Linked DNA regions of Sus scrofa: regions 2 and 3 are each linked to region 1. The links are chromatin contacts, called in public HiChIP or PLAC-seq maps. All regions are on one chromosome and are shown on one strand. Each heading gives the region's core, a stretch centred on a gene start, on an enhancer-like site or on the middle of the called end of the contact. The rest is flanking DNA. Distances are from core to core; before and after follow the strand shown.

What was found. HiChIP or PLAC-seq counts read pairs in DNA pulled down with a chosen protein or histone mark.
Region 2: a contact with region 1 is called in an H3K27ac HiChIP or PLAC-seq map of alveolar macrophages. The contact joins the promoter of FIGNL1 here to the promoter of ZPBP in region 1. A contact is called at or near these places in 3 of 5 promoter capture datasets (fetal liver, fetal skeletal muscle and liver), 6 of 47 Hi-C or Micro-C datasets (alveolar macrophages, embryonic fibroblasts, heart right ventricle and 3 more) and 1 of 2 datasets of contacts at active chromatin or transcription factors (alveolar macrophages).
Region 3: an H3K27ac HiChIP or PLAC-seq map of alveolar macrophages shows a contact between it and region 1. The contact joins the enhancer-like site here to the promoter of ZPBP in region 1. A contact is called at or near these places in 4 of 5 promoter capture datasets (fetal liver, fetal skeletal muscle and liver), 7 of 47 Hi-C or Micro-C datasets (alveolar macrophages, embryonic fibroblasts, epiblast stem cells and 4 more) and 1 of 2 datasets of contacts at active chromatin or transcription factors (alveolar macrophages).

Annotation. Positions count from the first base shown.
Region 1 is chr9:136,185,119-136,188,208 of Sscrofa11.1, reverse strand. ZPBP (zona pellucida binding protein) reads left to right here and starts at 1,465. Exons shown (of 8, transcript NM_214106.1): 1 at 1,465-1,605. The coding sequence starts at 1,479.
Region 2 is chr9:136,486,779-136,489,868 of Sscrofa11.1, reverse strand. It overlaps FIGNL1 (fidgetin-like protein 1), which reads left to right and starts at 1,607. Exons shown (of 3, transcript XM_005667897.2): 1 at 1,607-1,665; 2 at 2,418-2,511; 3 at 2,892-3,090. The coding sequence starts at 2,902.
Region 3 is chr9:136,467,815-136,470,904 of Sscrofa11.1, reverse strand. No RefSeq gene overlaps it. Among named protein-coding and RNA genes, the nearest start is that of FIGNL1, 19 kb to the left of the region's middle. Within about 2 kb of position 1,659, at least 20 of the 83 cell types and tissues checked have an H3K27ac peak or open chromatin away from gene starts, as enhancers often do. A contact at or near this core is called in alveolar macrophages, fetal liver, liver and 1 more, where this site is marked.

The DNA of each region.
Region 1 (3,090 bases), core at 216-2,715:
AGATGCATAAAATTCATTTCATTTTCTTAGTAAGAACCAAGGACTTAGGATTTTTACGTAGTCCTTAAGACATGTCTTCGTCCTGGTTCTGGTATTAAAAAGAAGCCTTAACCCTTTCTATTACTTTTTTCTTTCCTTTTCTTTGCATGGCTGCGGGGGGGGGGGGCACACCACATTTGCTGCATATGGAAATTCCTAGGACAGGGGTCAAATTGGAGCTGCAGCTGCCGGCCTGTGCCAGAGCCACGCCAAATCTCAGCCATGTATGCAGACCTACACCACAGCTCAAAGCAACCCTGGATCCTTCATGCACTGAGAGAGGTCAAGGGTGGAACCCATATCCTAATGGACACTAGTTGGGTTCGTAACCTGCTGAGCCACAACGGGAACTCCCTTTCCTTTTCTTTTTAAAATTTATGACTATTTGAATGCTTACATTATACCAGGAACTATCCTAGGAGTTGAGGTCAAATCAAGATGGTGGCAAAACAGACAAGATCTTAGCTTTGAGGACATATAAAGAAGGCCAACGGAAAGACAGCGGGGTGATGATATCAGTGGTGCAACCAAAACACACGGGAAGGCAGCAACGTTTGAGGTAAGCTACCAAACAAGCAGGGAGGCTGACTTGGGTAGTTAGGTGGTCAGTGTGAAATCCCTTTCCTTGAGCGAAGAACGCCCCGTGATGGTTTCCGGTGGACTCTGAATCACTCATTTCTTCCTGCTACAGGTATTCTCTCTTCTTCAGTTGCTTAAACGTCATTCTTTTTCTACGTATTTGCACCAACTGCACAAGATGTACTTCCACGGTAGTTCTGTTCATGTTAAGCAAATCTTTCCAGCTGCAGAGAAGTAGAGGGTTTTAACACGTTCTGGCTATAAGTGGCCACTTAGGCGTAAGGATGCTTTAATACATCTTCCTGAATTTAGATGATAAAACACAGTTTTCCAGGCAGAGCGTTGCAGTAAGGTCAGTTTGATCCAAGGCTGTTTGCTCCACTCTACCCGTGGCCAAGGACCCACTTTCATTCCCAATTAAGTCCCACAGGTCCACAGGTGACATCAGGAGAAGGCCTCCAAGGGCTGGACCACGGCTAAGTCACGTGACCCTCCCATCTGTTGTTCAGGGTCCGTGCTGGCCCACGAATGCCTGCGCCAAGCTCGGCGCGGGTTGCGGGGTCCGTGGCTCTTCCATCCGGTCCAGAACCTTCCACAGATCCCTCATGCCCTCTGAGTTCCCCTAGCGGCGGCGGATTCCCCAGGCGGGCGGCTTTGACCAGCTCGCCTGGCATCTACAGGAAGCGGCCCGAGGGCAGCCCGGGCCCCGCCCCTGGCCCCGCCCCCACCCGGCGGAAGGGGTGGCCCTTCTCCCGACCTCCTTCCGGTTCGCTGCCCGCCAGCATCCGGAGGGTGGGCGGGCGCGCGCGCCCCCTAACGACCTTCTGCGTCGACGGTCGGCAGGCGGCGGCGGCGTGTGGATGGAGGCCTCGGCCCCCGACCGGGCGCGGCGGGGCTGGCGGCGGGCCCGGGCCGCAGGCTCCCCCCTCTCCCGGGCCGCGGTGGTCCTCCTGCTCTCCGCGCTGGTGCTGCGGGCGCCCCCGTCAGGTGAGGCGTCGGCATCGGCGGCGGACGGCTCCCGAGGCTCCCGGAGGTTTTCGTATGTCACGTGCCTGCACCTGCTGATGGGAAGGCCTGTATCACCGACACCCACTGTACACTGAATAGGGTGTAGGTGCGGAGCAGAGGACTGGACATTGATGACGTATGGGCTGGAGAGGTCGTTAAAACACCCACAGTTCAAGGTTTAAGGTTACATTGGCTGTTAGTAACCCTCGAATCAGCCCATGTTCCTTTGCCAGTTTTCCATGATGTACTGGGCTCGGGATCTCAGTATATTTCAAAATGAGTAGACAGCCCAAGGTTTTGTAATTTTCGTGGTTGTGGAGCTCCATCTATTGGTTTTACCTAGAAAACACAGGCTTCTTCTTTTTTTTTTAATAAATCTTTTATTCGCTTCCTGGTTTTTGCAGTGTCACAGCAAGGCTTGCAAAGACCTTCCCAGTCTGGCCCTGCCTTCCTCTTTTCCCTCTCAACCCTGTTTCCTCCAGGTTTAAGGATCCTGTTTTTTTTCTCCCAGTTTTTTGGAAATATAATTGACATACAGTATAATTTTAGGGCATACAGCGTAATGATTTGATTTACATCATGAAGTGACTATCACAATAAGTTTAGGGAATGATTAGGTACACAATTAAATAGAAATTTTTTTTTCTTGTGTTGAAAATTTAGGGTTTTCTCTCAACAGTTCATAAATGTCATGCAGCAGTGTTAATTACATTAATCATATGTGTAGTGCATTCCTTAGTACTTAACAACTAGAAAATTTGTACCTTTTGACTGCCAGCTACTGAATGGGAGAAGATATTTTCAAGCAATATATACTCAATAAAGAGTTAATATCCAAAATACATAAACAACATGCAACCCAATATCAAAAAACAAACAATCTGATTAACAAATGGGCAGAGGATCTGAATACACATTTTTCCAAGGAAGGTATACAGGCATATGAAAATATGCCTGCTGTCACTAACCATCCGGAAAATGTCAATCAAAACCATGTGAGCAGTTACCTCACACCTGTCAAAGTAGCTATCATCAAAAAGACAGCAAATAAATGTTCAAGGTGGTGCTGCAGAGAAAAGGGAACCCTGGTGCCCTGTGGCGGGAATGTAAATTGATTCGGTAACTATGGAAAGCAGTATGGAGAGTCCTCAAAAAATTACAAGTAGAACTGCTATATGAGCCAACAATACCATTCTAAAATTTTAATCTGAAGTACGCTCCCCTATGTTAATTGGAGTGTTATTTACAATATCCAAGATATGGAAGCAACTTAAGTGCTCGTCCATAGATGAATGGATAAAGAAGACAGTGGACTATTACACAGGCATAAAAAATAACAAAAGCTGCCATTTGCTCCAATGAGCATTATGTTAAGTGAAATAAGAGAAAAATACCACCTGACTTCGCTTATATGTAAATCTAAAAAAAATGAAACAAATGAGAATGCACGTATCAAAATAGTTA
Region 2 (3,090 bases), core at 358-2,857, 300 kb before region 1:
AGCACATGGAGGTTCCCAGGCTAGGGGTCTAATCGGAGGTACAGCTGCTGGCCTACACCACAGCCACAGCGAGGCCAGATCCTTAACCCACTGAGGGAGGCCAGGGATTGAACCTGCAACCTCATGGTTCCTAGTCAGATTCGTTTCCGCTGAGTCATGACGGGAACTCCATTTTCATTTTCTTTTCTTTTTTTTTTTTTATTCTGGGTAGTTATAATAATTAAACAGTAAAGAATGAACAATAAGAATCTTTTATTACTATCTAAGCCAAGAGATGAATTATGAGCTCTTTGCCTTGAAAGCCTTTATTTTTAAAAAGGCATTGTCTAATCCCTTTCATTATTTTGTGCCCATTAAAAAAAAATCATAAAAGAAGGGTCTTAAAAATGTTTTGCCTCACGCTTCTTCAGGTCTTGAATCTCAGTGTCATGTGCTCTTAGTTGCCCCTGGACAGTCATCTTACCCATCCTCTGTCCCGGACACTCACTCTCCGGGAAAGGATAGCCGCAGGACCAAGAGGAAGGCCACTGGGGCTTTCTGAGAAATGGCTTCTTCCTTTTTCCCAGACAGAAGTATGGACAGTTCTCCCCATTTGGCCCCTTCTTGCTTTAAATAGGGTTATGTGAGGAGTTCCCATCATGGCTCAGTGGTTAAGGAATCGACTGGGAACCATGAGGGTGCAGGCTCAATCCCTGGCCTTCCCTAGCCGGTAAAGGATCTGGTATTGCCATGAGCTGTGGTGTAGGTCGAGGACCCGGCTGGCATCCTGTCTTGCTGTGGCTGTGGCGTAGGCCGGCAGCTACAGCTCCGATTGGCCTGCAAACCTTCATATGCCTCAGGTGTGGCCCTAGAAAAAACAAAAAGACAAAAAAATAAAAATAATAATAATAATAATAAAGAAATAAATACAAAGAAATAGGGTTATGTGAGTTGTTTCCTTGGATTGTGGGGGCTCCCTGAAAATAAAGAGGGTTATGTGACCTGTTTCCCTTGGGGGCTCCCTTGGAACAGGGGAGGAAGAAGATGGGAAGATGCTCCTTCCTGACGCCCTCGGGTCATATCATCAGACCTGGAATTGCCAGCCTCCACACGGTGACATTAGCTACCACGTGGGTTGCTGGGGCTATCCTGTTCTGGGACACAGTCCACGGGAATAAACGGGCACTTGCTCGTACCCTAGTTGCTTGTCCCCAAGGAGCGCAGGGCAGGAGAGAATGCCCACGTGTCAGGAGGGGCGCTCGGCCACAGAGCCGCGGGGACGGGGTTGGGGCTCCGCTCCCGGGAGAGCCCCGCGCGCCCCGCCCCCGCCCCGCCCCGCCCCGCGCGCCCCCGCCCCGCCCCGCCCCGCGCGCCCCCGCCCCGCCCCGCGCGCCCCCGCCCCGCCCCGCGCGCCCCCGCCCCGCCCCGCCCCGCGCGCCCCCGCCTCGCCGCACGCGTCCCCGCCCCGCCCCGCGCGCCCCCGCCTCGCCGCACGCGTCCCCGCCCCGCCCCGCCCCGCGCGCCCCCGCCCCGCCCCGCGCGCCCCGCCCCGCGCGCCCCCGCCTCGCCGCACGCGTCCCCGCCCCGCCCCGCCCTCGCACGTACGCACGCACGCACGGCGCCGTCTCGCGCCGTAGCTGCAGTGCGCAGGCGCACACTGTCCGGCGCGCTTTTCGGCCGCTGCAGGTCCGGGCGGCGCGGAGGGACCGAGGGCGGCCGGAGCGGGGCGGGGCGCGGAGGGGGCGTGGGGCCGAGGAGCGTGAGCGGTTTCCCGGGCGGCGGCCCGGGTGGGCTCTCGCGGCGGGCACGTCCCCAGCGGCGTCGGGACCCGAGCTGCCTCTGGAGCGGGGGTGCGGCGGGTGGGCCGCGGAGAGGGGCGCGGGCGGCGCGCGCTCCTGGAGGCTCCCGCGGGGAGAGCCCGCGCGAGTCGTGCCGGGGCCTGAGGCCGGTGGCCGCCCGCACCCGGAGGGGAAGGGCCAGCCGAGTGCCGGTCCGGGTCGTGCCGTCCTGCCTCCGGCAGCCAGAGAGCGCGGGGATGGCGGGGCCTGCGGCGGCTGCGTCCGAGTGGACGGGAGCCCGTCCGGGCGCCGGGCGCGCTCGCAGGGGCTTCTTGGGAAGGTGGGAACGGGAGAGGTTCTGGGGCGTCCGGCCTTAGGTGCTCACTTGCGAAGCCTGCAGAACCCTTGGTGTGGTAGCGCGTAGTGATGACCTAGGTTGCTGTGGCCCTTGGTGGCAGCATCAGGACCGTCCGGTAGGTGAAGTGCCTGCCTGTGTGCGGATTCAGGCACCTTTGCTCACGGCCGCTGGGACTTGAGCTGAGCTTCTGAAACGCTCTCAGCCTGTTACACTTGCGCAGTAGGCATGGCAAGAGTAATTTTCAAGTGTTTTCATATTCATCATTTGACTTGATTCTCACAGTGGTGTCTCCCATTTTACAGATAAAACCGAAGGCCCGTCGATAGTAAGAGGCTCGCATGGGATCCTTCGTCTGATTTTTCTTAGCGACCAGACCCAAACGCTGGGCTTGGCTTGGTTTGTTTTGCTTTTTTGTCTGTAGTCCCGTTATTCCATATTGCCTGCCTTTTTGCTGATTAATTTTCGGTCCTTTCCATTTAAACCTTACGAGTATTTTCCGTATTCACAGGGAAAATCGTTTATGTAACTGAAACAGTTTAACCCCTAGCAGAGCATTTTTAAGTCACATCTATTCTTTTATATCCTGAATGCTTGAAAGCTGTGGTTGATTAGATGTTCCCCCTATAGGCGGCCTTTCTTTATAAATTTCCTTTTTAAGTAAAAAGCCCCGTGTCCCTTCCTTCAGATGAGCAGAGATTTAAAAAGTACGATTAAGGTATTTTGTCTTTGTTTTTTTCTTGATACTGATTCTTTTTCATCTTTGTCATTTGGTATAGAACCTGCAAAATGCAGGCCTCCAGCTCCAGGTCTGCACACCTGAGTGAGTGGCAGAAGCATCACTTTGCAGTTACATCTGGCACGTGTACACCAGGACAGAAGGCAGACGCCTTCAGAGCACAGGTCCTCCGTATTCAGTATGCATGGGCAAACGCCGAGATCTCCCAGGTCTGTGCTGCCAAGCTGTTCAAAAAGTAT
Region 3 (3,090 bases), core at 410-2,909, 280 kb before region 1:
TCTGACCTTGAGAAAGCCCCAAAAATTAGCTGGGGACAAGAGTTCGGCCTTGTGGCATGCCTCTGTTGAGGTTTAGCAGGTGGCGAGGCTTGGGGAGCATTCCAGCCATGTGTGGGAGCCTGGGAGTCAGGCTGCCTTGGAGGTTGGAAGGAGCTGAGAGAGATGGGCTAGCGGTCAGGTCTTGATGAGGCTGCGTGCCATTCTGGAGGGTGTGGACTTGAACCCCGGATCAGGCTTCCTGCCGCCCCCCCCTGCCCCCCAGGCCCACAGTGATGGTGACAGGCCCCTGGGCTCATACCTGTTCCTATGGTATATTTATAGCTGTGGACATACACATACACTTGTTTTCCTGCAGGATGACATAAAGGCAACATAAAAAAAGAATTGTGATGTTTGAGGGGTGGGGTCTGGGCGTGGGCAGAGGGAGCCATGAGGGTTCTGTGAAGGGCAGTGCCCAGAAGGGAGGAGGGCCTGAAAGGGGAATCATACTGAGGCCTGAAACCACAGACCCCTCCTTGCTGTGGGGCCTCGGGCCGCCCTCGCCCACAGGAAGCGGGAGGGATGATGGTGACGAGGAAGCTGCTGCAGGTGTGGGAGCAGCAGCGAGAGGCTGGGGCGGGGTGGTGCTGCCGCCCAGGGGCAGGGGCAGGGGCAGGGGCAGGCCCACCTCTGGGCAGTCTGGAAGCCACCACGTGGCCCCTCCCAGGGAGAGCGAGGAGTGAGGTCCTGGGCAGGGGAGGAGGCACTGCAGGGCTGTCCACGGATGCCAGGGACCATCTGGGCAGAGCAGAGAGAGGAGGTCTGACTCGTGGAGGGAGAAACAAAACATCTTTGGACAATTCACACACTCGGACGTCACATCTAGTTGGTTTGACAAAACATGGGAAAGAAGAAGTGAAATTTGTTAACTGTACAGAGATCCATGCAGTTCACTTCAGGGGACAGCTTGGGTACCAAACGATCCTTATTATGCAAATTCCTTCCCCAGGCGGCTGGTTCCCAGTTGTGCACAGGCCCCGGTGGCTGCATCTGCTTCGCCCCGCCCACTGGCTCGCCGGGGCAACACCCGCTGCCAGGCAGGAGGGGCCGGGCTGCTAGAGTTGAGGGACTGTGGGGCCCCACCCCGGGCGCCCTGGGCCCCAGGAGAGGGTGGCCGCAGGAGACATGGCTCAGGGATTTGGCCCTGTTTCTGTCCTTGGCCTTGCCACAAAGCGGAAAAAGAGAGGGGACTTCACACTGAGGGTTTTACCTTCCTCCTTTTAGGAAAACACAGCCCAGAACATGGCATTTCTGAGACCTCAGGTCCCAGCAGGGGCCAGGGCCCGAGGTGTGCCGAGTTCCCCGGTTCTTCTCTGCCAACGTCTCTCCGGAGTCCCCCGCTCTCCTCTGCCCCCACCGCAGAGCGGGGGGGTGGGGGGCAGTATTGGGGGGTAGGATTTCCACATATGACTTTTGGAGGGGACACAAACATTCAGACTGTAGCAAAAGCACCTACTATGTGCCAGGGAATCTTTGTGACACGGAGGATATGGCAGTGTTAACTTAAAAACATGCACAATTTAAAAGTTGAGTGTTAAGTTTTCTGTGGGGCGAAATGAGGCCTGTCACCCAGGAGGCAGCATTCAGAGAGCTCTGAGACACCCCTCCTGAGAGGCGGGGGTGCCGGGGGGGGTCAGCGTGGATGTGATTGTGGTGAAGGCGCAGGCATCTGCCCCCCCACCACACACACACACACACACACGCTACCGAAGGTCGCTGCCGGTCTCGTGATGGTCACTGCTACTCCCAAGGAGCAGGTGTCCCCACGAAGAATTTGAGTGCTTCTCTAGATGTGAGGAGATGCAAGAGTCGCGCTCATAAAATCTCCTAAAAATTCCTGTCTGAAGAGCTGTTCTACCGCTTTTCCCAGAGCACAGAGGGCCTCCCTCCTGGCCCCCACCCCGAGCTCCTTTCAGGGGGTGTCACGGGGCTGCAGCAGCAGTGGCTGGTGATGCAGGCCGTGTAGAGGCAGACGGCAGGTTCCCAGTAGTCAAAAAAAGAGGAGCCCCTGCTGTGAGGCAGTGGGTTTAGAACCTGACTGCAACAGTTCGGGGGCTGCAGAGGCTCAGGCTTGATCTCCGGCCCTGGAACTTCCACTTGCCTTGGCCGTGAATGCCAATGCGAATGGCGATGATGACGGTAGCAAAGCCCCAGCTCCTGGCGATCGCGTTCCAGTGCAGATTCGCGCCTCCCCGTCTCTGCTGCCCTCTCATCTCTACGTCCTCCAATTTCAGCCGCGCTGCTGTGCAGGTGAAAGCCTCGTCTCTCCAGCAGGACCGCTCCTGGTCCTCCTGTCCCTGCCCCCCCGACTCTTAATACATCACTCTCTTCTCTGTCCCCAGAGGCCCCCCTTCACCTGCCTTGCTACCTTCTCACACCCTCTGGCTGTAGGAACTGAGCTGTGCTTTCTCTCACTTTCCTGGGCTCTGCTGCTTGCAGGATGTGGCTTGGTCCCCTCCCCTTTCTAGCAGGGCGAGGGTGCAGCCTTTTCAGGGGCGGTCTGAGTGTAAAACCTGCCTGCATCCCACAGAGCGAGCCGGCCTAGAGTGGCAGCCCCCTGTGGCCACGCGCGGAGGCTGTGTCTTCTCCCTTGGGCTCTAAGGGCAGCACAGGTAGGATCTGGGTTTCGAGGCTCTGACTCTCTTGTCTATATCTGAGTTGTTTCAAGCTAAGAAGGGAAGAGAGAGAGCCGTTATTCATTTTTCTTCTATTAGAAAAGGGGGGTGCGGGGCTGGGCTGGGGGAGAGGGATAAGCCTGGTACCTGCCTTGAGGGGGAGAGGGTGAGTGGGAGACGGCTTATCTGGATTTGGGGAGCTGGTTCCACACCTGCAGGGGGGGTCCAGGCAGACAGGCCTCCAGAACTGCATTCTGAAGAACCAGCCGGGAGATGCTTGAGCCGCACTTGTGAACCAGGCCCTAGAGCTGCAAGCACTGGCGCCTGGGGAAGGGGCGTGGGTGAGGGAGTTTGGAGGCAGCCTTGAGCTGGAGGCCGGGAATTTGGGTTACTGGTGGGCGGGGCTCATGGGAGGACCAGGCTGTGAGGCAAAATT